3 separate regions of the Mus musculus genome follow, and all the other regions are linked to region 1. A link is a contact called in public Hi-C and HiChIP or PLAC-seq data. All regions are on one chromosome and are shown on one strand. The core of a region is the stretch at or near the end of the contact, and the rest is flanking DNA. Distances in the headings are between cores, read along the strand shown. Region 1 overlaps Tmem154 (transmembrane protein 154). Region 2 overlaps Sh3d19 (SH3 domain protein D19). Region 3 has its middle 16 kb from the start of Gm26204.

Evidence for each region. A called contact is a pair of places that touch in the nucleus more often than the background predicts. HiChIP or PLAC-seq counts read pairs in DNA pulled down with a chosen protein or histone mark.
Region 2: a contact with region 1 is called in a Hi-C map of muscle stem cells, with 9 times the contacts expected there. The contact joins two enhancer-like sites. A contact is called at or near these places in 1 of 39 promoter capture datasets (the 3T3-L1 cell line), 11 of 484 Hi-C or Micro-C datasets (the G1E-ER4 cell line, the HL-1 cell line, cardiomyocytes and 7 more) and 2 of 115 datasets of contacts at active chromatin or transcription factors (the NIH/3T3 cell line and astrocytes).
Region 3: a contact with region 1 is called in a FOXA1 HiChIP or PLAC-seq map of pancreatic cancer cells. The contact joins two enhancer-like sites. A contact is called at or near these places in 5 of 484 Hi-C or Micro-C datasets (the HL-1 cell line, cerebellum, embryonic stem cells and 2 more), 4 of 115 datasets of contacts at active chromatin or transcription factors (astrocytes, embryonic stem cells, extraembryonic endoderm stem cells and 1 more) and 1 of 9 other capture datasets (embryonic stem cells).

What each region holds. Positions count from the first base shown.
Region 1 is chr3:84,693,465-84,698,498 of GRCm38.p6, forward strand. All of the region lies in intron 6 of Tmem154 (transmembrane protein 154), which reads left to right. Among named protein-coding and RNA genes, the nearest start is that of Tmem154, 30 kb to the left of the region's middle. Within about 2 kb of position 2,672, at least 106 of the 459 cell types and tissues checked have an H3K27ac peak or open chromatin away from gene starts, as enhancers often do. A contact at or near this core is called in muscle stem cells and pancreatic cancer cells, where this site is marked.
Region 2 is chr3:86,124,475-86,129,508 of GRCm38.p6, forward strand. Sh3d19 (SH3 domain protein D19) reads left to right here. Exons shown (of 22, transcript NM_001082414.3): 22 at 2,121-5,034. The coding sequence ends at 2,237. Among named protein-coding and RNA genes, the nearest start is that of Snord73a, 12 kb to the right of the region's middle. Within about 2 kb of position 2,582, at least 2 of the 459 cell types and tissues checked have an H3K27ac peak or open chromatin away from gene starts, as enhancers often do. A contact at or near this core is called in muscle stem cells, where this site is marked.
Region 3 is chr3:85,921,584-85,926,617 of GRCm38.p6, forward strand. No RefSeq gene overlaps it. Among named protein-coding and RNA genes, the nearest start is that of Gm26204, 16 kb to the left of the region's middle. Within about 2 kb of position 2,583, at least 76 of the 459 cell types and tissues checked have an H3K27ac peak or open chromatin away from gene starts, as enhancers often do. A contact at or near this core is called in pancreatic cancer cells, where this site is marked.

The sequences.
Region 1 (5,034 bases), core at 1,422-3,921:
ATCCTGACATATTAGCTAATAGTTCACCACACTGCATCTCTCTGTGTCACGGACTGACACGGTCCTACCCAGGGCAGCCTCAGCTCTGACCCTTAAGCCCACTCTTAGCAATTACGGCCATGTTACCTCTTGGGGGTTTGTATATGTTACAGTTCATTATGAATTTGAAAAATATTCTATCTTACTTAAATGAGATTCCAGATAATAACAAGAAGGCAAAAGAAAGAAAAAGAATGCCCTGGTTATAGGACAAAGGACATTATGGAGAAATCTTTTCCACATATCTTAACCTTTCCCTCCTAATGAGACAGTGCATAGGTCAATACAGGTCATCTGCAAACTGTGTTTACATTATGACTTGTATGTCAGTACTTTTATATCCTTGATTCCCACTCTGAAATTACTGCCATCCCTGTGGAAAACGACCCTGACGGGTTACAAAGATTAAAAGATTAAAAATCTTTTTTCTTAAATATAGAGAGGTTGGTTCTTGAACTAAGCCGCCTGTGAGACAAAAAGGCCATATCTGTTTGGAGCTCTATGTGAACTTGTCATTTTGCAAGTGAATATCCGAATTCCTCTGTGGGCCTGGAACCATCTGGCTTTGACGGGATGCCTGCCAGGGCTTCATCCCGCTCTCTGGAAGCTGTGCTGGAGTCCTGGGCCACCCAGTCTCAGCTCTTGACCCATCTCTCTAGTGACTTCCACAGACGTATGGTAGCGAAAGTAGAATGAATTCACAGGGAACGCTCCTGTGTTCTTTACCTCTCACATACACAGCCCATCATCAGGGCCTCCCCATGAGTGGGACGTTTGTTACAATCACCTGATAGGTCAGCATCAAGCAACCTTCCTCTGTGGCATCAGCCCCTGAGACGCCCCCCACACCCCATATGTGTACACAATGCTCCAGAAGGCAGGGATGTGACTAAGGAGTGAGTTGAATGAGTGCTGCACTCGCCTGCCCTCCTGATAAGGAGGAACCATTTGTAGCATCAGCATCCCGTACTTCTGGGCTTCTGGGGACTGGCAGCTCCACCATCCCTCCCTTCAGAGCTTCCCCTGGAATCCATCCCAGCCCCTGATTTTCACTTTCCAGTTCTCACTTTCCTATCCTTTTCTGCCTGACTCCTGTTCTCCCCCTCGGCTCCTCCCTCCCGCCTCCCTCCTTCCTTCTCTCTATTCCCTCCCTCCCTCCCTCCCTCTCCTATTTCCCTCACCTCTGCTTCTTTCTTTAACTCTGGATCATACTATGTAGCCCAGGCTGGCCTTGAACTCATAATCTTCTTGAGTATTGGGACAATAGCAGCATTGACACAGATTGACACTTTAATGTATATGATAATATATATTATTTATTAATCACATAATAACACAATTTTATTTACATTTATTTAAATTAGCACAATTTAATATTTATAACTGATCATAAATTAATTGGTATTATATAATTATATATAATAATTGATAAAGTGATTACTAAATTATATTAATTAATATAAGATTGTAATATAATACACTATATATTAATATATCAAATTATGATATAATATATAACATGTCATATATAATATAGTATGATATGTAATGTGTGACATGTGACATGTAACATGTAACATATAATCTATATTTAGGGTATATTAATTGCACAAAATTTACCTCAGAGTAGACATTTTTCTTGAAATGTACATGCTCAGCCCCCAAATAGGATGTTAGTAAGGACCAGGTCTGTACAAACTACTACAAGCCCTTTGCAGTGAGGTTGTCATGTTTACGAAACAATGACAGGAAAGGACAAGAAAAGAGTTTAGGGGAGAAGAGTTCCATATTCTTATTTTCCACCTTAGTGGCCTTTCTCTGCAATCCCCTGTTCTGTGACTTGTGGTGCACAAAAGCTGCTATAGTGGACTCAGCACAGGACAAGCAGAGGTAGCCCAGAGCTGAACAGATCCATTCGGTGGGCTTATAATCAACTGTTCCAAGTCTCTAGACAATGAAGTCCTTTGTCAAACCCCACCCACACGGCACCTCCCAAATGCACTAGATAGCATACAGTCCAGACATCGTCCACCTGGCCCAGGCTAGCCTGCTGCTTCCTTTCTCCTGACTCATGTCTAGTCAGACACTCAGAGCTTCTGTCTGCACCGTGGACCACATGAGCACAGACAGGGAGGCACAGACGTAGCCACGCTCCCGTTTGCTGCTGCTCATCACCATCCAGAGGTGGAGAGTTTACACTGTGTGACCGTGCAGAGAAAGGTCGAGGCATTAAAGTGTCAGTGACTGCCCCCAGTGTTCCCTATCTAGTCCCCACCACCCCAAACAAGAGTGAACTAGATTTGCAGTACCACAAGGGATAGAACGTAATAGTTTGTGTTCTCCAGCCAGAAGGACACTGTTAAAGACTGTGTGTGTGTGTGTGTGTGTGTGTGTGTCCCAGAGTGTGTCTCCACAGCAGGCATGATCTCTGTATCTTGGGCCGATTCCGAGCCTCATTTCTCTAACTCCACCCAGGCCAGGCCTCTGTCGGGAAGAAGGGACTTTGTATAGATGAGAAAGAAAGCTTGATCTAATTGTTATGTGATGTCGTGCCAAATCCAACTCCACACTCTCTGAAACTGAGTCAGAGTGTCGTGACCCCAGAAGGGTTGAGTGGTGGCATACCGCCATGTTCAGAGATGGCTGCATTAGCTGTGGCCATAACTCAGGATTGTTGCAAGATAGATGGGGTCGGGAGGACAGGGTGACTGTCCAGTCTGGACAAACAGTCACTGCCATGAGGTTGAGGGATTTGAGCTGAATCTGTCCCCATTCTGCTGGCAGTGAGCCCGTTGGGTGCTTTCTTGAGGAAAATACAGCCGTGCTTTGTTTAGTTTTACAGTTTGTCCTCCTGTTCCTGTATATGCTTGTGGAAAGGTGTTCCATGTTCTTCCCGTGTTTATATAACACTCCTAGACAAATTACTCTTTAATGTCACTGTCAGAAATAAGTTGCTAAGACTGCACGTGCGCACATCGAGGCAAGCGGGAAGGTTGAAAGCGGAGCTGCCTGCGTGTTTGTTGTGGCTCCGTGGCAGTGCGCCAAGGTATTTTAACAGGGAACTCCAGGATTTGCTAGAGTTAAAAATGCATGGCTTATTTGATCATTTTCCAGAGATGATGAATAGCCAGAGACAGCTAACTAAATAAAGCAATGAGCCTGTGACGGAGAACGCCCTGGCTTACTGTGCTGGGACTCGGGGGAGGAGGCCGCTGACTCACCGCAGGTCTTGTGGATGGATAGATACCACTCCACACAAAACTCCGGAGAGGCAGCTGCTCTCTGGGAACTGCTCGATAGCCCATCAAAGCAGAAGCAGTTTGTGACATGCTGGGACCAAGTCACGTGGCTATGGCATTCCAGAGATCACGCTTTTAGGGAACTGAAGTAAACAATGCAGCTAAACAAAAGGCGTCTCCCTAGAAATGTGAGCTGTGCTTCTGAAGACGATTTCTTAAAGCCTTTACATCTCTGAGACAATGCTGTAGGTAACTCACAAACATTTGTCAGAGCTCAGGCTGCCTAGTACAAATCACCAAGAGGCATGCATGCATGCATGCGGGTGCCAGGCCTGTAGCATGGGGTTTTACCTGTCTTTTTCTCTGTGTTTTCATTTGAGTGTGTGGTGCTGGGGACTGAGGCCAGAGCCTCTCTCACCCCAGCCCCTCATTCATTCTTTTACAACAACCCTATCAGCTTAGAATTGTTAGGTGTGCTTTGCAGATGACATCAGATGAGGATATTAAAGCTAGGAAAGGTTACCTTGCCCCTTGTCATAAAACAAAGACATAACGGCCCCGATTCAGGCTTCGGGCAGATCGTATGTGCTTCTGATGTTAAGAATCTACTTGTTTGTGGATCCCAACCTTGTAACTATCATAAAAGCCCCTATAAATTAGCAACTGCCCAGTGCTAGCACCCACAACAACAAGATGCAAGGCACAATCATTTGAAAGGTCCAAGTGTTTATTTACTGGACCTGAGGAGAAGGTACAGCCTGTCAAAGTGCTTGCCTTTGAGCATGGGAACCTGAGTTCAGATCCTAGCACATAGCACAGAAAAGCTGGGTGTGATCCTACGCTTGACTTTAACCCTAGCACTGTCCCAAGCCAGAGCCAGAGACGTGTTATGTGTTCTGCTAGCGCACAGCCTAGCTCCAAGCTCAGGGAGAGACACTGTCTCAGGAGAGCAAGACCGAGAGTGAGGAAAGAGCAGGACGCTTGACACCCTCTTCCAGCTTACACATTCAAAACACCAACACACATGCACATGCATAAACACACATGCACATAAATGCATGCACGCACACGCACACATACGCACAAAGCTACCTTCTAATTAATTAATTAGTTGATGCTAGGGATTGAACTCTGAGACTCTCGCATACTAAGCACATGTTTGACCAGTGAGATAATCCTGGTAAATGTAAAAGATTTAAAGGAATGGAAACGGTAGTGTGCATGCGGCTAAGTCAAAGACAAGACTGTGAAGTTATCATTTCAAATTCACCCCCATCACTTCCAAGTCCCAATGATCGGATGATCGTTCCTCTTGGAAAAGTTTCTGTACAGGCAGCCTGGATGACCTAAGCCGAGAGAGCATCTGTGACCTGAGGCAGGGGCAAGGAGGCTTAGAGGGAGCACATTAGAGATTTGACATTGCACCACTGCAACCATGTAAGAACTGTTAATGAGAGGTGGGCGTGAGAGCTAGAACCTGTCATCAGCACTCGGGAGGTTGAAGCAGGAGGATCACTCTAAGTTACAGGGAGACCCTGCTTGAAAAGGAAGCAAAACAAGATAAAATCCTGGTGTGTGGGCTACACACCTACTATCCTAACACTTGAGAGGCAAATGTAGGAGGATCACACAAATTCAAGGGCAGCCTGGTCTACAGAGTAAGTTCTAGAGCAGCCTGGGCTACTGCTGTGCAACACTATCATTAGGATGTGTGAACAGCATTTACCTCTTCCAGACAGAGAACCGATGACAGGTG
Region 2 (5,034 bases), core at 1,332-3,831, 1.4 Mb after region 1:
GAAAAGGAAAGGCTTTAATCGAACAATTTTGCAGAGAGCTATATATTAGTGCTACAAAGAAATCCATTTATCCTGGTAAATATACTTTCTTCTTAAAGTAGCCAGTGTCATCTTAGACCTTTGCAGACCTTTAAATCCAGGCTCTAAGAAATTATTAGACACCATCAAAAACAAAATCTGATCCTCATCTGATAAGGGAATCATAGTTTGCTCATGTGAAGACACACTACCACTGTGACTTGGATGATGGTAAACCAGTATTGTATTCTCTGCTGAGGCAAAGCACTCCAATTGATGCTGGTGCTGGTGCTGGTGCTGATGCTGATGCTGGGGAGGGATAGAATAAGCCCATGATAGAGGGAAACACGGTTATATGCAGGAATCTGAGTACAATACGCTCAGACTGTTACAAAGCAGTTTTATAGTAACATTACAGTGTGAACTGTGGAGGCCTCCTCATAGCCTCTTGATTAGGAATGTGGACCTTAGAACACCCTAAAATTTGAATTATGGCTCTACACTAATTATATGTGCAATTCTAGTAAGTTCTGTTATGCTGGCTAGTCTTTGTTTTGTTTGTGATAGTTGTTGTTTTCAAGACAAGGTTTCTCTATATAGCTCTGGATGTCCTGGAACTCACTCTGTAGACCAGGCTGGCCTCGAACTCAAAGATCTGCCTTCCTCTGCCTCTTAAATACTGAGATTAAAGGCGTGTGCCACTGCCACCTAGCATGCTAGCTATTCTACGTCAATTTGACACAAGCTAGAGTCATCTGAAATCAGGGGACCTCAATTGAGAAAATGCCTCCATAAGATCCACCTGTATAGCATTTTCTTAATCAGTGATTAATGGGGAAGGCCCAGCCCATTGTGGGTGGTGCCACTCCTGGGTTCGTAGTCCTGGGTTCTATAAGAAGCAAGCTGAACAAGCCAGTAAGCAGCACTCCTCCATGGCCTCTGCATCAATGCTCCTGCTTCCAGGTTCCTTGCCCTGCTTGACTTCCTCCCATGATGGACTGTGATCTGGAAGTGTAAGTCCAGTAAACCCTTTCCTCCCCAGCTTGCTTTTTGGTCATGGTGTTTTGGTGCAGCAATAGAAGCCTTAAATAAGACATATATAATGTCTGAGCCTTAGACTCTTTATCTACAAAACAAGGACATTAAGAACCGGGGAGAGAGCTTGGTGGGAGCAGCACCTGCTGCACCATGAGTTCCGGGATTCAGATGCCCAATATTCATGTAAATGCCAGAAGGTCATGGCCATGTGCTGGAGGCAGGACTCCAGAGCAAGCTGGCAACTACACTAGCTGAGCAGTGAGCTCTGGGTTCAAGTAAGAGACCTTTCCTCAGCAGTATAAGATGCAGAATGATGGAGAAGACATTTGGCGTCCAGCTCTGGCTTCCATGTGTACACACAGACACGTGTGCATGCACTTACGCACACACGAGCCCACACACATGCACATCGCACTCAAAAAATATGAAAAGGTCTCTCCCTCACATGAGGATGCTATCGGTGCTCATCTATACAAATGTAGTTTAATTTTTGTGAGGCACGCACGGACTAGGACAGAGCACGCAGGAGCAGGCGGCTCACTCTTCCACCTGTGACCTTTATGTAAGTGTGACTGTGCCCCTCTTAGACGGCCCTCGTGAGTAGCAAAGCCACACTCTCCATCCCTCTCTTGCCTTCCCACCCTAGAGCAACTCCATTACTACATTATAACTATATTACCCAGGACAGCATCTGCCACATAGTAGGTATTCTGTAATCACTTGTTAACTGGAACTGTGTGCATTTGTGTATATATAGCTGATACTGTTATTGATCTAAGAGTGATTTAGATTAGGAACTGTGCTTGTGGGAGCATAAGACATAAGCAGGAAGCTGCAGCAAGGCGGATAGCGGCGGGGGACTGAGTTTACTCGGAGAAAAAGAGGCCTGAAAGCAAATGTCATTAGGTATATCATCTGTGCGGTTTATCATTTAATCCTCTCTGCAAATCAAGATAAACGAGCTATATAAAGACAAGATTATTCACGCCGCTCCAGGTAGGCTACACTCTGTGCTTATACCCTGCAGAAACCAATAATTATTTCTAACTCCTGTCTTCTTCCAGGCTGGAGACGTAATAACGGAGCTGGAGCCCATAGATGATGCCTGGATGCGTGGAGAACTAATGGGAAGAGCTGGAATGTTTCCCAAAAACTACGTTCAGTTTCTACAAGTCAGCTGAAGGTGACGCTTGCCTGTTGCCTGGCACAAGAACTCACTTGAACACTCACTTTGACTATCAGATATTTGCACTATTTTTTTTGTTTTAACAGAAAGAGAGTATCTAAGATGTACGTGGTACACTAGAATTTCTGAGGGCAGAGAACTTGTAGGTTTTATCGCTTAGCTTCATTCACAGTGGAAAGGTGTACGTAGAACCCGAGAGTGAGGGAGCCGGCAGGGAAGCGCTAGCAGGGATGGCAGGCGATGCAGCTCCCCTGGGAAAGACAGCATCGGGGTGCAGGCAGCAAGGGTTGGCTAACAAGCAGGAACTGGACTCAGACACCTGTTCCCATCGACACACCGAATTAACCATGCTCCTTCATTTTCTACTTTAGTTTAAAAAAGAGGACGTTTGACATTCTACATGCTGTAACTATCAGGACATGGATGGTAATCTGAATTTCGTTTTTGCTATTCAATTAACTCTAACAGCTTGAGCGCATTAGTCTTAGCCCCAGGGCAAATTCTTGCTGCAGGACAGATAGTTTGGTAACTAGTGGAACATTTACAAGCCGGTGGGGAAACAAGCCTGTGTTCCCCCAGGTGCTCCTTGTGTGTCCCAGCGTTCCCCATTTGTCCAGGGAACTGAAGGGGTCAAAAGAACCAAAACCATCCCTGAGATGCCTTGCTAATACAACTAACCCCTCCACAGACATGCCACAACTTACCTCTTCCTCGGTGTATGTATACTTCATGTTAACAGGGTTCTTATAAAGCACATTTTCTGAATCTGCAATCATTCCTTTGACAATTACTGGTACCCAAAGGAAAACTCATTTTCTTTGCATTACCCCAGTAATACATAAAAGCTGTCTCTTGTTATAGTGGTACATTATGAAGCTTGGATAGTATCTTAGATTACAGAGCAAATGGTAAGATGAAGAACAGTACCAAGCCCCCATAGCTCATTTCTCCTCAATATAATCAGATGTTAACATAACTTAAGAGGACTGAAGGCTGGTGCAGTGCCCCCCGTCCCATGCAACACATCTCTGCAGTTAGTGGAGTAAATACAAGGCCACTTTCCTGTCATCCAGGCTCACATGTTCTGAGTTTCAAAAGTGGCTCTTGTGTGACTGAATCAATTACAGTTTACAAACTAAAGCCAAATACTTTGAAGACAATCTAATGGGCCAGTGGGTTAACATTTCACTGGAGATGGAAAGCGCTCTCCAGCAGGGTCCGTGGCTTTCTTCTGTTTTCAAGAAGAGTTCCATATGCTGGACCACTTCTTTGTAGTCTTCCCCGTTATCCAAAACCTGGGCGGCCAGCGGTTTCCTGAACGTGTTGCTTCTATAAGGGAATATTTACTTTGTTTTCTACTAAAGTTCCTATCCTTGGCATATGATTGCACTTGATTTTGGCATTTAGGGTCTGGGGTTTCTATTGTATGTTTTCGGTTAAGAGTATTTAAGGAACATCGTTGTAGGTTCTCACCCATGTTAGTTTTACGAGAATGGGATGACTTGAGTGTTATTCAGACTAAATTCTCATTGGCAGCAAGCCATACAAGAGCAAGAAGGGGGCAGGGGTGTGGAGAGGGGTATGAAGTGTGTCTTTGCCTGTGAGATTTCAACATTTAATAGTGAAGATTCTGAGCAACCTATCTTTATTGAAGAAAAAAAAATCCCTCTTAAACATTGGCTCTCTGTAAGCAGGATAAGTGCGATAGTTGTGTATCTACTTGACACCATAATAAACTGAACTCAGCTTTTCGATTCCTCATCTCAGACTACACTGCATTGTTCAGAATATATGTAGATGGTACCTGTCTTAACCCTGTATCTCCAGTCCTTTGCACGGGTGGGTGGAGTGGTTATTTGCTAGGTGGGTTTGGTAGACAGACGGATGGCTTTCACGGGCCATTGAGTTTACTCAATACCGTTGCTATTTGTTGATGCAGATATATATTGAAACAAATTTCCTTTTCTTTCTTTTTTTTTTTTTTCCATCTCACTCTTCCATGCTGTTTTCTTGCTATGTATTTCTCTCCCAACTACTAGAAAGGAAAGTGTAGCTGTGTGGTTCTCATGGTACTTTCTTATTATATATATTGATTGAGGTCATGGCAGAACTCAACAGTGTTCAAAGAAAAATAATTGTGAAGAAAATTTTATGAGATAAATGGAAATGGGTTATTGTGTTTGTTTCCAAAACTTTTAGGTAAAAGCTTGATATTGTTCATCTTTGTCAGTCAGCTTTTCATCGCTGTGACAAAATTCTTAATTATAAACAACTTAAAGGAGAAAATTTGGGCCTGTTTTCAATCCATGGTCACCTGCCTCCATCACCTTGGGCCTGGTGCAATCACATTGGGGAGTTTTTCACCATATAGAATCTGTGAAAGAGAAAAGAGGCAGAAAAGGAAGAAAAAGTAGAGAACAGGAAGAGAGAGAAAAGAGAGCCAGGCACAAGGCGTACTCCTCAGAGAAACACCTCAAATAGCCTTCCTCTGGCCCCTAATATCCCACTCAGCCACCAGGTCATCCACCGTGGCTTCCACCCATCCAGGATTAGTTCATCTGACCATGACCTGATCCCATCTCAGTAATGCCTGTAGATAGAGGGCAAAACCCTGCATACATGAGTTTTCTGGGGCCACCTTCATACCCAAACCATACACCATACAAACCTCCTGAAATACTCAGGTTTGGGGTTTGCTTTTTGTTTTTAGGTTAAAACTGGAGAAGCCATTTTTAATATATTATCCTTTGAGCCTTCAAAGATAAGGTTTCCTCAGGTGCCTGCAATACATT
Region 3 (5,034 bases), core at 1,333-3,832, 1.2 Mb after region 1:
GAGTGCTCCTGTACATAGAAAATGGAGTGGAATCTGTAAGAAAGCCTCTCCAATTAGCAAGTAGAATTAGCAGGGTTTTAGGATGTAAGATCAATATACAAAAATCAATACTACAGATTGTTAGATAAATCAAACCTGTCTGGCCATTTGTTAGTAAGATAATACAAGGGTACATACATGTGATTGTTGTATCCTTTGTCAGCGCTCATAGAACATACCACACAAAGACTGAGCCCTGAGTGAGCTGGAACTGTAATAATAATCCATCAACATTGGTTCACCAACCGACCAAGCATACCACCACCTGGTACCAGTTCTCATTTGAGATGTTAGTCATGGGGGAGACTACGAGGGCCACAGGAGCAGGAACTTTGCTGTGAGACTGTGTCTCTCATGTCAGAATCTACACCCATCAAATCCCACCAGCTGCGTAAATGTTAGCTGAACAAAGACAGCAGGCAGGCCAGAGTGGACAGGGAAAAGCCCACGAGGCCTCAACCCTACACAGAGCTGCAGGCATCTAAGGGAGGCTGAGAGTGGGAGATAGGGTCTGCCCCAGGAAGGAAGAGCACACCAATTAGTTGTCCAACACCAAATGCCCAGCCCTGAAAACACATGCATATAAGTCACATTATACAGACTGAGAGGGTTGTATTTAGGAATATAGATGAATATGCACGTGACAACAATTAATGAAAAAAGAGCAAGGAGGGGCATTTGGGGAGGTGGAGGGAAGAAAAGAGAAGGGGGAAATGATGTAATTATATTATAATCTCAAAAATAACAAAGAGACTTTCTAAGGCTACACAGAAAAACCTTGTTGCTAAAAACAAACAAACAACAACAACAAAAGTAATGTGTCTGTTTGTCTTTCTGCTTACTATCCACCAGGTGGTGAAGAGCCTCTCCTAGCATAGTCTCCTGTGAGCATGTTCTGTCCAATGGCATGAGGCCAAGTGACCACGGACTGACCCTGAACTGGGACAACCTGCTATGACTCCCAATAGCATAAATTATGACGTACACAGCATTTCCCAGCACATACGCCTGCCCAAAAAAAAAAAAAAAAAAAAAAAATGTGACCTGAATCTCTTCCTGCCTATGGCTTAATTTCCTGTTTCCAGGAAATACATCTGGTGTATTCAAGGGCACCTCGAGAAATAGTCAGGCAAATTTAGAGAGCAGGGCACTGCAAGATGGCTCACTTGATAGCTTCATAAAGTCAATGCTAAGAAAATAAGTGCAAAGACTAAACTAAAGGAAAATATAAGTGACAATTCAATAGCCAATATTTGCATATATACTTCTATTTGTAAGTATTTTAAATAAACTGTGTGTGCTTACTACAGGGAAATTTTAAATCCATAAGAAAGTCAATAATCACATATAATTACGACTAATTAGTGATTTGTTGAAATGCTCTTTCCAAGGCCTTTTGAGTCGGCTTCTCCATCCCTGGCTAACATTAAGGGCGAGCCAGCCTATCAGTCAGCAAACGTGGGCCAATACAGCAAGCATCTCCAGCCTCAGCTAGCTAGGATCTGTCCTCTTCTTCACGTGCAAGACTGGATATCCATCTGTTCCGTTATTTTCCTCAATAATTTTCTCCTAACTATAAAAGTGCTTTTGTTTCTTATTTTATAAAATTATAAAACATAAGAGGAAAATTAGACTTCAACAATAAGTCTACCAATTAGAGATTTTATTATGTGTATGTGCCTCTTAAACACTTTAAGAACACTAGAATCTCAAATCGTTTGGGTATCTGGACTTTGCTTTTGTTATTGTCGTTGTTTGACTGCGGGGGTGGGTATTTGTGGGCACACATATGCCTATTTTTCGGGCATTCATGAAATGGAGGTTTACATGGGAGTGACTTACCTTAACTACCTGACACCTTAGCTTCTGAGCCAGGGTCTTGCTGAACCTAGAGCGAGCTGACCAGCAGACCCCAGGGATCCTCCCGTCTGCCTCTGCAGCTCTAGGGTTACAGCGCCCTGCTTTCCAAATTCAGGTCCTCGTGCTTAGCGGCAAGCACTTTACTAGCTAAGCCACCTCCTCAATTCCCAGGCACACACACACACTTCTTTTTTTCTTTTTTAGATAAAGTCCCATTGTGAGACACAAGCTAGTCTCTAACTTGTAATCCCCCTGCCCTACTTAGCCCCCTGAGTACAGGGGGTTACAAATTTGTCACCATAACGGGCTATTTATTTATTTACAAAATTTATTCTCGTTTATCATTTTCCCTGCCTTTAAAATAATGTCTGGAACACAGTTACATAGCTGCACTGTTTTCTTTTGTATGAACATTTAGCAAGTCATTTTACCAGCCCTTCATCATTAGATATTTCTATTACTTCGAAATTTTTCCCAAGGCAAGACCACTGCGCACTGGAGTAAGGGAACGTGCAATAAGCCTGTAGTAACTGTCGTTTAATAAACCACAGAGCTTAGAACTGAGGGGCGACATGGATGGCAGGGATAAAGAATGTCTTCCCCCTGGTTCCAGGAGGTCGGTTTTTACTGCCCTAGCGAGGATTCCCTGGAACCCGCCTCTCCAGGGTTCCTACTGTCTGCTGAGCTGCACTGCATCCCTGTGGCCATGGGTGGTACTGCAGCACGGAGGCCTCAGCAAAGCTGCTTAGATTCCTTTCCTGACCGATTTTTTAAATCCAATTTAAAACTGTGACCATTTTCCTTCAACTCTCAAATTGGAAATTTACAAGCCCAAACTGATAGTCTGTGTGATATTTCCCTTGTAATAAACACTACTTTAGTGCCTTGAGCATTTAACTAAAACAAACAAAAACCTACCCAGCTGTAGCGCCCGCCCTCTCCCCCACACCGTCCTTTAGTCATATTGAAGGAAGCCCTCAAACAAGTGGAGATTATTCTTCTCTGTGGGACTTTCCACATGCTAGCAAGAACTCCTAAGGCTCGGCATTCTTTGGATTCCAGTGGGTTTGGTTGTCTTCCACATGCTACATGGACTGTAAACAGTCCTGCCCCACAATCCGATCTCCTCCCCTACAGGGCTGGAAAGGTTCCTCACGTTACCCATCCTTTCTCATATCTTGGAGACAGTAAGTCCCAAAGTGACACAGTAGAAATCTAGTGTGCAGAAACCCGGAACAAGGTGGTGTATGATACAATACATTCTCTTCATGCAGTTCCGTTATACTTAGCTCTGTCAGTGTTCCTGAGGCAACTACTAAATGGCCACAGACACTGACATCAAGAAGAAAGAGCAAGGGAGGAGAAGGAAGGTCCGAGAGATAGGCTCTCAACTGTGCACAAAGTACTGCTCCTTTCAAACTCTTCCAGTAGGGTCAAAGTTTGGAGTGTGGATGGTTTTGTTTGCTTGCTTCCTTTTTCAGTACTGCATATGGACCCATGGCCTCAGGAAAGCTAAGAAAGCGGTCTACAACTGATGCTGTACCGCCAGCCCATTGATGAGCTTAAGATGGTGAGCTCAGACACCCACATTCCCAAAAGAGTTTTTGGCTACCCACGTGACTCTAATATACCACCGGCATTGCAAACCTTTGCCTCAGAATATCTACAGTACTGAAGAGAACTCCTGAGGCTCAAGTCATAAAGACATAGTTCTAAGAGTAAGAATTTCTGAGGCAGGGGGAGCACGCCTTGAAGGCAGGACTGGTTGTAGAGATCTGCTAGGCTTGATGTCTACCAACCATTCTTTCTTCTAAAAGCAACTGATGTTCCCATGGAAACTGCTGGCTCCCTACCCAAGTCTGTCACTTGAGGTATGTGAGCTTCCTACCCTGGCTCAGGACAACCCTGGCCACTCCTGTCCTGCACCGTGCATCCAAGATATGACTTTACTTTCATGGAGCTAAACTTGCCCTTGGACTCAGTCATAGCTGAACCTTAAGGCTAACCATCTACCCTCAGCCCTTTCCACTCCTGAGCCAGCCTATCCTCCCTTTTATTGTTTTTTCTAAGTGATTTTTATTCGAGCTTTGTCATTTACAACATAAAAATTTCTGACAAATGTATATGCTTTCTAGCTATGTCCACACACAGGAAGGCATTGATATATCCTGATGTTTGTTTTTGTTCCATGATAAAAATTTCCTTCATCGTTCTAGGCAGAGCTCAAGCTAATGAATCACAAATCCCATATATTTGGAATGCTTCAGCCTTGTTCAATGTATCTATTTTTAGCATGGATCTTATAAACTGTCCACATACATAAAATGGAGATACAATATTTCACAGAGTTTTTGAAGGCAACAGGAAAAACTAACATGAAATCATTTCATGCTAGTTAAGTGTTGGCTTTTCCAAAGGGTATTCCTCATCATTGTCGTCATCATTGTCATGTCATCGTCACCATCCATCATCACCATCATCATCATCTCTCATTTTCTGTCACCAAGTTCCTGGAAAGTTACCTATCGTTAGTTTCAATGGTTACACAAAGACAATGTAATCAAGCAAGAAAGTGGTGAAAACATTATACTCTGGCTTCTTCCAGGATATAATCTTCCCAAGAGTGCTCCAAAGATGAGTCTGAATAATGTCTCCCAAGTTTCTTTGAGAACAAAGAGGCTGTGCGTGACCTTACAGCATGGCTATCTCTGCCGGCAGGTCGCTGCATCTTTGATGTTCATTTCCATAGATGCTTTATTTCAAAGCTTATTAATATCTTATACTTTTCATTTAATTTTAAAACAAAAATCCCACAGGCTGCTTGGGACAGGGGCTGCTTGGGACAGGGTGGCTTTCGACAGTGAGCAGCTTTATCGTGGCTTCCTTCTCTCCAGCCTCTCCGTGAACCACCCTGACAACCCACTGCTGGAAATCCCTTCCTCGCCCGTCCCAGTGGCGATGCAGTCCTACTTCTTGGCTTCTTGGCCTTTCAGCTACTGGGAACCCCCTTCTTCCAGCTCCTGACTCTGGAGTCCCCTCCCTCCAAAACTCTAGTTTCAGCCCCTGGAGCTCCTGGAGAATTTATCCATTTTCATATATCTTGAAGAACTCCATGAATAACTCTTGAATAACTCC